Regions from separate parts of the Capra hircus genome. Here region 2 is linked to region 1. A link is a contact called in public Hi-C data. All regions are on one chromosome and are shown on one strand. The core of a region is the stretch at or near the end of the contact, and the rest is flanking DNA. Distances in the headings are between cores, read along the strand shown. Region 1 overlaps NFKBID (NF-kappa-B inhibitor delta). Region 2 has its middle 6.2 kb from the start of LRFN3.

Region 1 (3,815 bases), core at 163-2,662:
CCAACCCCAACTTCAAAATGTGACCTTGAGAGACTTCCCTGGCAGTCCAGTGGTTAAGACTTCCCACTTCCGCTGCAAGGGGCTTGGGTTTGATTCCTGGTCTGGAAACTAAGATCCCACATGCCGTGCAGCACAGCCAGAAAACAAAAGTGACCGTGGACCTCAGTGTCTGCTCCCCTGCCTGATAAGGTGACTCCACCTGATCTCTATTTAAACCCTGACCTCAGAGTATGACCTCTACTTTTAACCCTGAATCTTGATCTTAAGGTGTGACCTTTGATCCCCAGGATAACCTCCAGCCCCCTGACTTTTAGTCCTGACCTCAGAGTGGGACTTCTGACCCTCAAATGTGACTGACTCCTAGCTTCTCCCCTTGGACTCCCAGTCCTCAATGCTAATCACAAGGTGGGAACTCCCAACCAGCAACACCTTTGCTCAGGAGCCTTGATTCATTGTGTGCACGAGGCTTCACCCCCATTCCCACGCATTTAACCTTCAAATCCATCTGATTCGACTCACTTCTTTCTAACCCCCAACTTCACAGGGTGCGCCTGCCCCATCTCTCCCTGCAGCCTCTCAAACTTCTTCCCCGTCTTGTTTTGTCCACAGCTCCGGCAGCTATTGAAGAGGAGCCGAGTGGCACCCCCAGGCCTGTCCTCTTAGGACGCAAACCCAGAACCTGGACTGATTTTCCAGTCCCCACCGTCCTGTGGGACAACCAGCGTATGCTAATGTTGCAAATCCGTGATTATGTGGACAATGTCCAGCCTTTGGGGTCTTACATTAAAACCCCAAAATGGCTGCTAGGGAGTAAACAGTCCCCAATATTTGGGGCGGTATGATACCCCTCTCCCACCCACAAGGAGCCCCCTTGATGATTTCTGTGAAATCGAGGCCCCTTGATTGTTTCTGTGAAACATCCTAGATAGCCCCACCCTTTCCCCAGCAGGATCTTTCGGGGTCCCCTCTGCTAGCTCAGCTCTTTACATCTGGAACCCCAGATATAACTCCCTTACGTGTTACTTGGAGTACCCCCCGAAACAGCTTCTCGTACCATCCCAGTAGAGCTCCAAGATGAACCAGTGACCTCCCCGGGACCCAACCCCTTCAGGTCCATAACCCTGAGACAGGAAGGACTCTCCTAAGTTAGGGTCCCCTAGGTCTTTTTAAGTCAGCACTCAACCAGGCCCCTGTCCCAGACATCGGTATTTCCAGTGAATCCCCTCCCCTCTCTGAAACTCCCGATTAAACTCAACCTGGACTGGAACTATTCCTCTCTAATCACTCATCATTGGTGCAGGGAAGCGACTGAGGAGCTGTGTCTGGGTGAGTGTGTCTGGGTGGGCTGTTGTAGCAGACACCGTGGGGGGGCCAAGTCCACATCCTGTCACCCTCCCCGCTCAATGCTTGGTCTGACGGCCAGGGCCAGCACGCTAGTCTTTGCCTGTGGGCCTTCTCAGACCGCTGGTGCCCGCTTTGCGTCTTCCCACTCCAGTAGCCCTCAACCAGTGACTGAAGGGAGGTGGTATGAAAATGCTCCAGGCCCACCGCATCAGTGGGGATGACTATGTGTTCTACACGGGCTCTCAAAGTTCCCTGATGGGATGAACCTCCAGTTCTCTACTCAGTGGTTCTGGCTTGCTAACATGCCCTTTTGTGGCAGCTTTTTCCCTTTTCTGTGTCACTTCCTGCTTCCCCCACCAGTATTTTCCACCCCTTTCAGGTAATCATGTCCTCAAATCCTTGCCTCAGCCTCTGCTTCTGGAGAAACCTTAACTAAAGACAGAAGGCCTGGTCCACAATGCCTCTTCTCATATCTGCCCCACAGCCTCTGCTCTGGCCTCCATTCCAATCTCATCCCTCCAGAAAGCCCTCTGACCCACGTTAGCCTCCACTGCTTGGAGCCTCTCACAGACAGCAAACCAAGCACATTTGAGGGTGCGGGCCAGTGTCTCTACCCCAAGACCTAAGGCTTAAAACAACCACCGGTTTTTATGGCCATGATTTTGCAGGCTGGGCTGGGCTGAGCTGGGCAGTTCTGCTATCTTGCTTTGGTCACTCGTGTGGCTGCAGTCAGCTGGAGGCCTGCTTGGGCTGGGCAATGGCACTCATATCTCAGAGTTCGGGCAAGATGGCTGAAACCCCTGAGAGTGAACCAAGCATCTCTCTGGTCCCTCCAGGAGGGTAGGAGGATCCCTTCACATGGTAGCTCCAAGAGAACAAGCCCCTGCTCACACCATGCTTGCAGACACCACACTGCTCAAAGTCCGTCATGTGGCCAAGCCCAGAATCTGTGGGGAGGAGGGTACTACCCAAGGACAAGAAGACGGAGGTGGGGTCATTGGCGGTGCCAGCGCAAGCCTCCTAGATCAGCTGCTTGGGACCAGCACGTCAGCGCCTCTGTGTGTACTCACATACTGGCAGCTCACCCATGAAAAATTCATAGAAATATGTCATATTTCATCAATTCTAAGGAGAACTTAACAGGAATTCATCTGACAGTCAATTATGTGACCTAGTTTAATGTCAGCATATTTTTCCTTTGTGGTACACAAAATAATGATATTTATTTTTGATAGTATCTTAGATTCTGTTGACATATATGTATCCCAACATGTTTCAAAACACACATTCACACACAGACACCGCTAATGATAACATGTCTGTATGTGTGTGTGTGTGTGCTCTGTTGTGTCCGACTCTGTGACCCTATGGACTCTGGCCCACCAGGTTCCTCCATCCATGGAATTTTCCAGGCAAGGATACTGGAGTGGGTTGCCATTTTCTTCTCTAGGGAATCTTTCTGACCCAAGGATTGAACCCACCTCTCTTGAGTCTCCTGCATTGGCAGGCAGATTCTTTACCACTGAGCCACCTGGGAAGCCCAACATATCTCTAAGAAAACTGCTTTAGTAAAAGAAGAATTAAATTGCTTTCAATGGGAAAATAAGAGTGGCTTAGGGACACAAGAGCATCAAATAAGCAATAGTAAAGTTATTTTTCCTGCTGGAATTTCAATAAAACTGTGTTTTTAAACTAATTATTCTTAAGTATATCCATTAAAATGCAAATATTCTTAAGGAATTATGCACTGAGCATATTGAGCAAAATGGCCTTTCATTTTCTATCCCACCTGCTCAGAGCTCCTTACCCAGTGTTAGCCTGTTAATCACCCTTGGCTGTGAAAATAAAGGCAGGTTTTCCCGATTGTAGTGCTAGTTATAGGTTTCTGACCTGATGTTAAAACCAGATCAGAATGGTGTTTCTAACATCATGGGTTCTTTTTTGGACCACACTGCAAGGAATGTGGGATCTTAGTTCTTCAACCGGGGATCAAACCCGTGCCCCCTGAAGTGGAAGCACGATGTCACACTACTGGGCCGCCCAGAAACTGCTTCTTAATAAACTGTAACATTGTATCCAAGTTGCATCATGTATACATCTTTCTCCCAATACTTTTCACATCTATATTTAATATACACAACCTATATTTATATGTATATATTATGTAGAGCTCACCACTGTGAGCTCATTGGTCCTTTGGGAAAAACAGAAATACTGCTCCCTCCCTTAGGTCTGTCAGAAAATTGTGCTATCCTGATATTGGGACACAACATATTACTGCCATCTGCTGGGAAGCTGTGGTAAAAATGCCATCTGCAATGTCTAGGTGGAGAAGGTGATGGCATCCCACTCCAGTACTCTTGCCTGGCAAATCCCATGGACAGAGGAGCCTGGTAGGAGATGAATGGTACCACTTGAAATTTTGCAGTGAGCAACCTGAACACCATATGGGACATACATGGATTATTAGC
Region 2 (3,653 bases), core at 1,019-3,518, 42 kb before region 1:
CAGCAAACGTAGAGACTCAGGGCCATTGTAGAGACCTGTTCTGTGAAATCCTGAAAACCACAGTTAGGGATTTGAGACTCAGTTTACAGAATGACAGGAGGGCTCAAGCTTTATTGATATCTGGGGACCAGAAAGGAAGGGGCAGTGTATTAGTGAATGTAATGCCAACTGCTGTAACAAATAACCCCCTGAATTTCAGTGACTTCATACAATAGCTTATTTCTTGCCAGAGGTGTCTTGCCACAGGTAGCCAGCTATCCTCCAGTCAGTTAGTTTGTTCAGTTGCTCAGTCGTGTCTGACTATTTGTGACCCCATGGACTGCAGCACGCCAGGCCACCCTGTCCATCACCAACTCCCGGAGTTTACTCAGACTCTTGTCCATTGAGTCGGTGATGCCATCCAACCACCTCATCCTCTCTCATCCCCTTCTCCTCCAGCCTTCATCTGCTGATAAGCAAACCAGTTGTTTATCTTGCACCTCTGTTATTTCCTGGGGCTCAGAATTATCTGCTTTCACCAGGTGGCACTAGTGGTAAAGAACCCGCCTGCCAATGCAGAAGACGTGGGTTCCATCCTTGGGTCAGGAAGATCCTCTGGAGAAAGAAATGGCAACCCATTCTAGTATTCTTGCCTGGAACAGAGGAGCCAGGTGGCTATAGTCCATGGGGTCTCAAAGAGTTGGACAGCACTGAAGTGACTTAGCATGCATGCACGCACCTGGTAAATGGGAGGAGACAGGGTGGAGAAGGTGGTGAGTTTCTTTAAAAACCTTGGTCCAGAAATGACCTTCCACAAACTTCCCTCTTGCCCATATTTTATTGGAGAGATGCAATGGGGCTGGGAACATATTTCCAGGCTGGATAGCTCCTCCCCCACCCAGTCACAGTTATACAGAGTATGGATTTAATGGGCCCAACATCAACCACAACCAGATCCACAACTTCAGGGGGCTGTGGAATCTTCTTCCATCCACTACAACGAATCCTGCTCCAGAGGATGTTCCCAGCCCCACCCTGACTACCCTCCCACCCACCTACCCTGGTCCTCTGCTTTTGGGGTGGGTGACCACAAATTTGACTCTTTTAAGAGTGAAGAGAATCTGGCTTGACTTGATAAATGTTTAGATCACTGCAAAAGTTTAATGGTGAGTTTAATGCTCTTTCTCCAAGCATTTATTGAGCTGTTACTGTGTGCCAGGACGATACTGGGAACATGCCCATGAATGAGACACAGTTAAGGCTTTGGAATTGCATCTCCTCTTTCTCAGGCAGAAAGAGAACAGATGATTTCTGAACCTGTGCTTGTCGCTGTGATATTTCACTATGAACAACATGGGAGAGAAGGGAGGGGCAAGGAAATCATCAAGTCTGTCTGCCCGTTGGTGATAGAGGGGATAGGGTTCAGGGAAAGGATGGGGGCAACATTTCAGGGGGGAGGTCACCTGGATCAAAAGGGGTGGGGAGGGCTTTCTAGGTGTGAATAGAATCTCTGTGTGCAGACTCATGGGCTAATCAGAGACCTGTAATTCCAGCTTCTAACGCAAACCATTGCTGATTCAAGTGCTAATCAGAAATCTTATCCCTGTGAAAGCAAACCTGGGCTGATTCATGTGCTAATTATAAATCTAAGCTGATTTGTAAACTCTGTCCTGGAGCAGGATCTAAATCACAAACAGGCAGGAACTTCTGCTGACAATCATCAGCTCAAAGAGGTCTGCGTTGCTAATGGCCATCTAGAGTTGATTCGTGTGCTAATTACAACCTTGGGATAGTTTAATAGAATGATCGGAGCGTGTCAAATTCATAGCGAAGAAGAGCACAGACTCTGAAGCCTGACAGTCCGGGTTCAAATTCCATTCCTGTAAAGAGGGGGCTGATAGAACACCAAATGTCTTTTGGGAGGATTAAACGAGTTAATACAAGTAAACCACTGGGAGCAATGCCTGGCACCTAAGTGCTTACTCTTTTAAGTAGTAGCTGTAACATTAATAATATACAGGCAACAGTTATTCTGATTTCATTTAATTCTTCATAGCAGGCCCCACCTCCAATCTCTTCACCACGTTCCTAAGCCCAGGTCTGAGGGCCTCACCCTCTGGAAAGGCTTCCCAGGGACCTGGGAGTCCCCAGTCCCGCCCCCGCCGCTATCCCTTTCAGCACCCTTCCCAGGTCTGGACGTCACCGCTCAATCGCCACTTGAGGGCAGCAACACACCGTCCAGCCGCTGCGCGCGGTGCATTGTGAGGCGCGTAGTCTTTGGGCTGATTAAGAGGTAGCTTGGGCCTGGCATGCGAACTGCATCTCCCAGAAGGCCATGCGACACACTATGCCTCACCTTGCTTAAACCTGTAGGCGGAGATCTCGCCCTCCTCAGAGAGCGAGCCTCTAGACCGGCGCGGGGGCATCATGGGGTGTGGGGACAGCCCGGCGCCTAGAGGAGGGATTGCTGCGCAGGCGCGGGCAGCCTGTGTCTCCTACTGGGCGCATTAGGAAGCGGGTGACCCTATAGCCACAGACGCCGGAGCTGAAGTTGAAGCAGCTGTGGAGGCTTGTTGTTCAGTCGTGTCCGACTCTTTGCGACCCCATGGACTGCAGCACCCCAGGTTTCTACGTAGTCCTGACTCGTGGAAGAGCTTAATACCGCCTGGCTCCACCCCCACCCCCGTTGTGTGCCCTGCAGCCTGCTCGCCGCCTTCCTGCTCTCCTGCATCTCCACTGTTCCTAGTATTTTCTTGGCGCTCTAGTCTTAAGAGGAAGAAATAAAATCCTTTCCTTTCTTTTACCATTTCCTCACAGGCGCACACCCCCTTAAAACACACAGACCCCTAATGGTAATGCTCAACCAAGCACAAAAATAGAAAAGTATAATGATCCTCCAGCTACCCATCACCTTTCTTCAGTAATTATCAACGTATGATCTTGTTTTATTTTTTCCGCTTCCCTCCCCAGGCGAATTCATTTAAAGCAAATCACAGACATATTATTTCATCCATAAACACTTCTGTATGTATCTCTAGAATAGAAGGTTCTTTAAAAACAATATTTTTATAACACCTGAAAATGAATAATAATTCCATAATATTATCTAATATCCAACCCGTCTCCAAATTTTCCTGATCATCTTATGTCTTCTGTTTGCTTGTTCAAATCAGACTCCAAACAAGGTAGTGTATTCCATTGTGTTGACACCTCTTTAAGGCTTATTTGCTGACAGTTCCCCCTTATTCTCATCTGTTTCACAGTCTGATCTGGCAGGTTGCGCTTCTTGGTGTCCTTTAATATGTTCTGTCCCACCTGTGCTGTGTAAACTGGTAAATCTAGAGGCTGGGTCAGATTCAGATTCAATTTAGGGGTAAGTGTACTTCATGGCTTACCTGGTGGCTCAGATGGTAAAGAATCCACCTGCAATGCAGGAGACCTGGGTTCGATTCCTGGTTTGGGAAGATCCATGGAGAAGGAAATGGCAACCCACTCCAGTATTCTTGCCCAGATAATTTTATGGACAGAAGAACCTGGCAGGCTATAGTCTACTGGGTTGCGAAGGGTTGGACATAACTGAGCAACCAAGCTCAACTCCACTTCTTCCATCAGTTATCATGTGATAATGCCCGGTTGCTTCTTTTTTGTGTGTGATGTTAATATTCAGTTGGGGC

Evidence for each region. A called contact is a pair of places that touch in the nucleus more often than the background predicts.
Region 2: a contact with region 1 is called in a Hi-C map of blood, with 8 times the contacts expected there. The contact joins two enhancer-like sites. A contact is called at or near these places in 2 of 5 Hi-C or Micro-C datasets (both in blood).

Annotation. Positions count from the first base shown.
Region 1 is chr18:47,421,973-47,425,787 of ARS1.2, reverse strand. NFKBID (NF-kappa-B inhibitor delta) reads left to right here. Exons shown (of 12, transcript XM_013971186.2): 12 at 610-1,267. The coding sequence ends at 663. Among named protein-coding and RNA genes, the nearest start is that of NFKBID, 9.2 kb to the left of the region's middle. Within about 2 kb of position 1,412, at least 1 of the 5 cell types and tissues checked has an H3K27ac peak or open chromatin away from gene starts, as enhancers often do.
Region 2 is chr18:47,464,861-47,468,513 of ARS1.2, reverse strand. No RefSeq gene overlaps it. Among named protein-coding and RNA genes, the nearest start is that of LRFN3, 6.2 kb to the left of the region's middle. Within about 2 kb of position 2,268, at least 4 of the 5 cell types and tissues checked have an H3K27ac peak or open chromatin away from gene starts, as enhancers often do.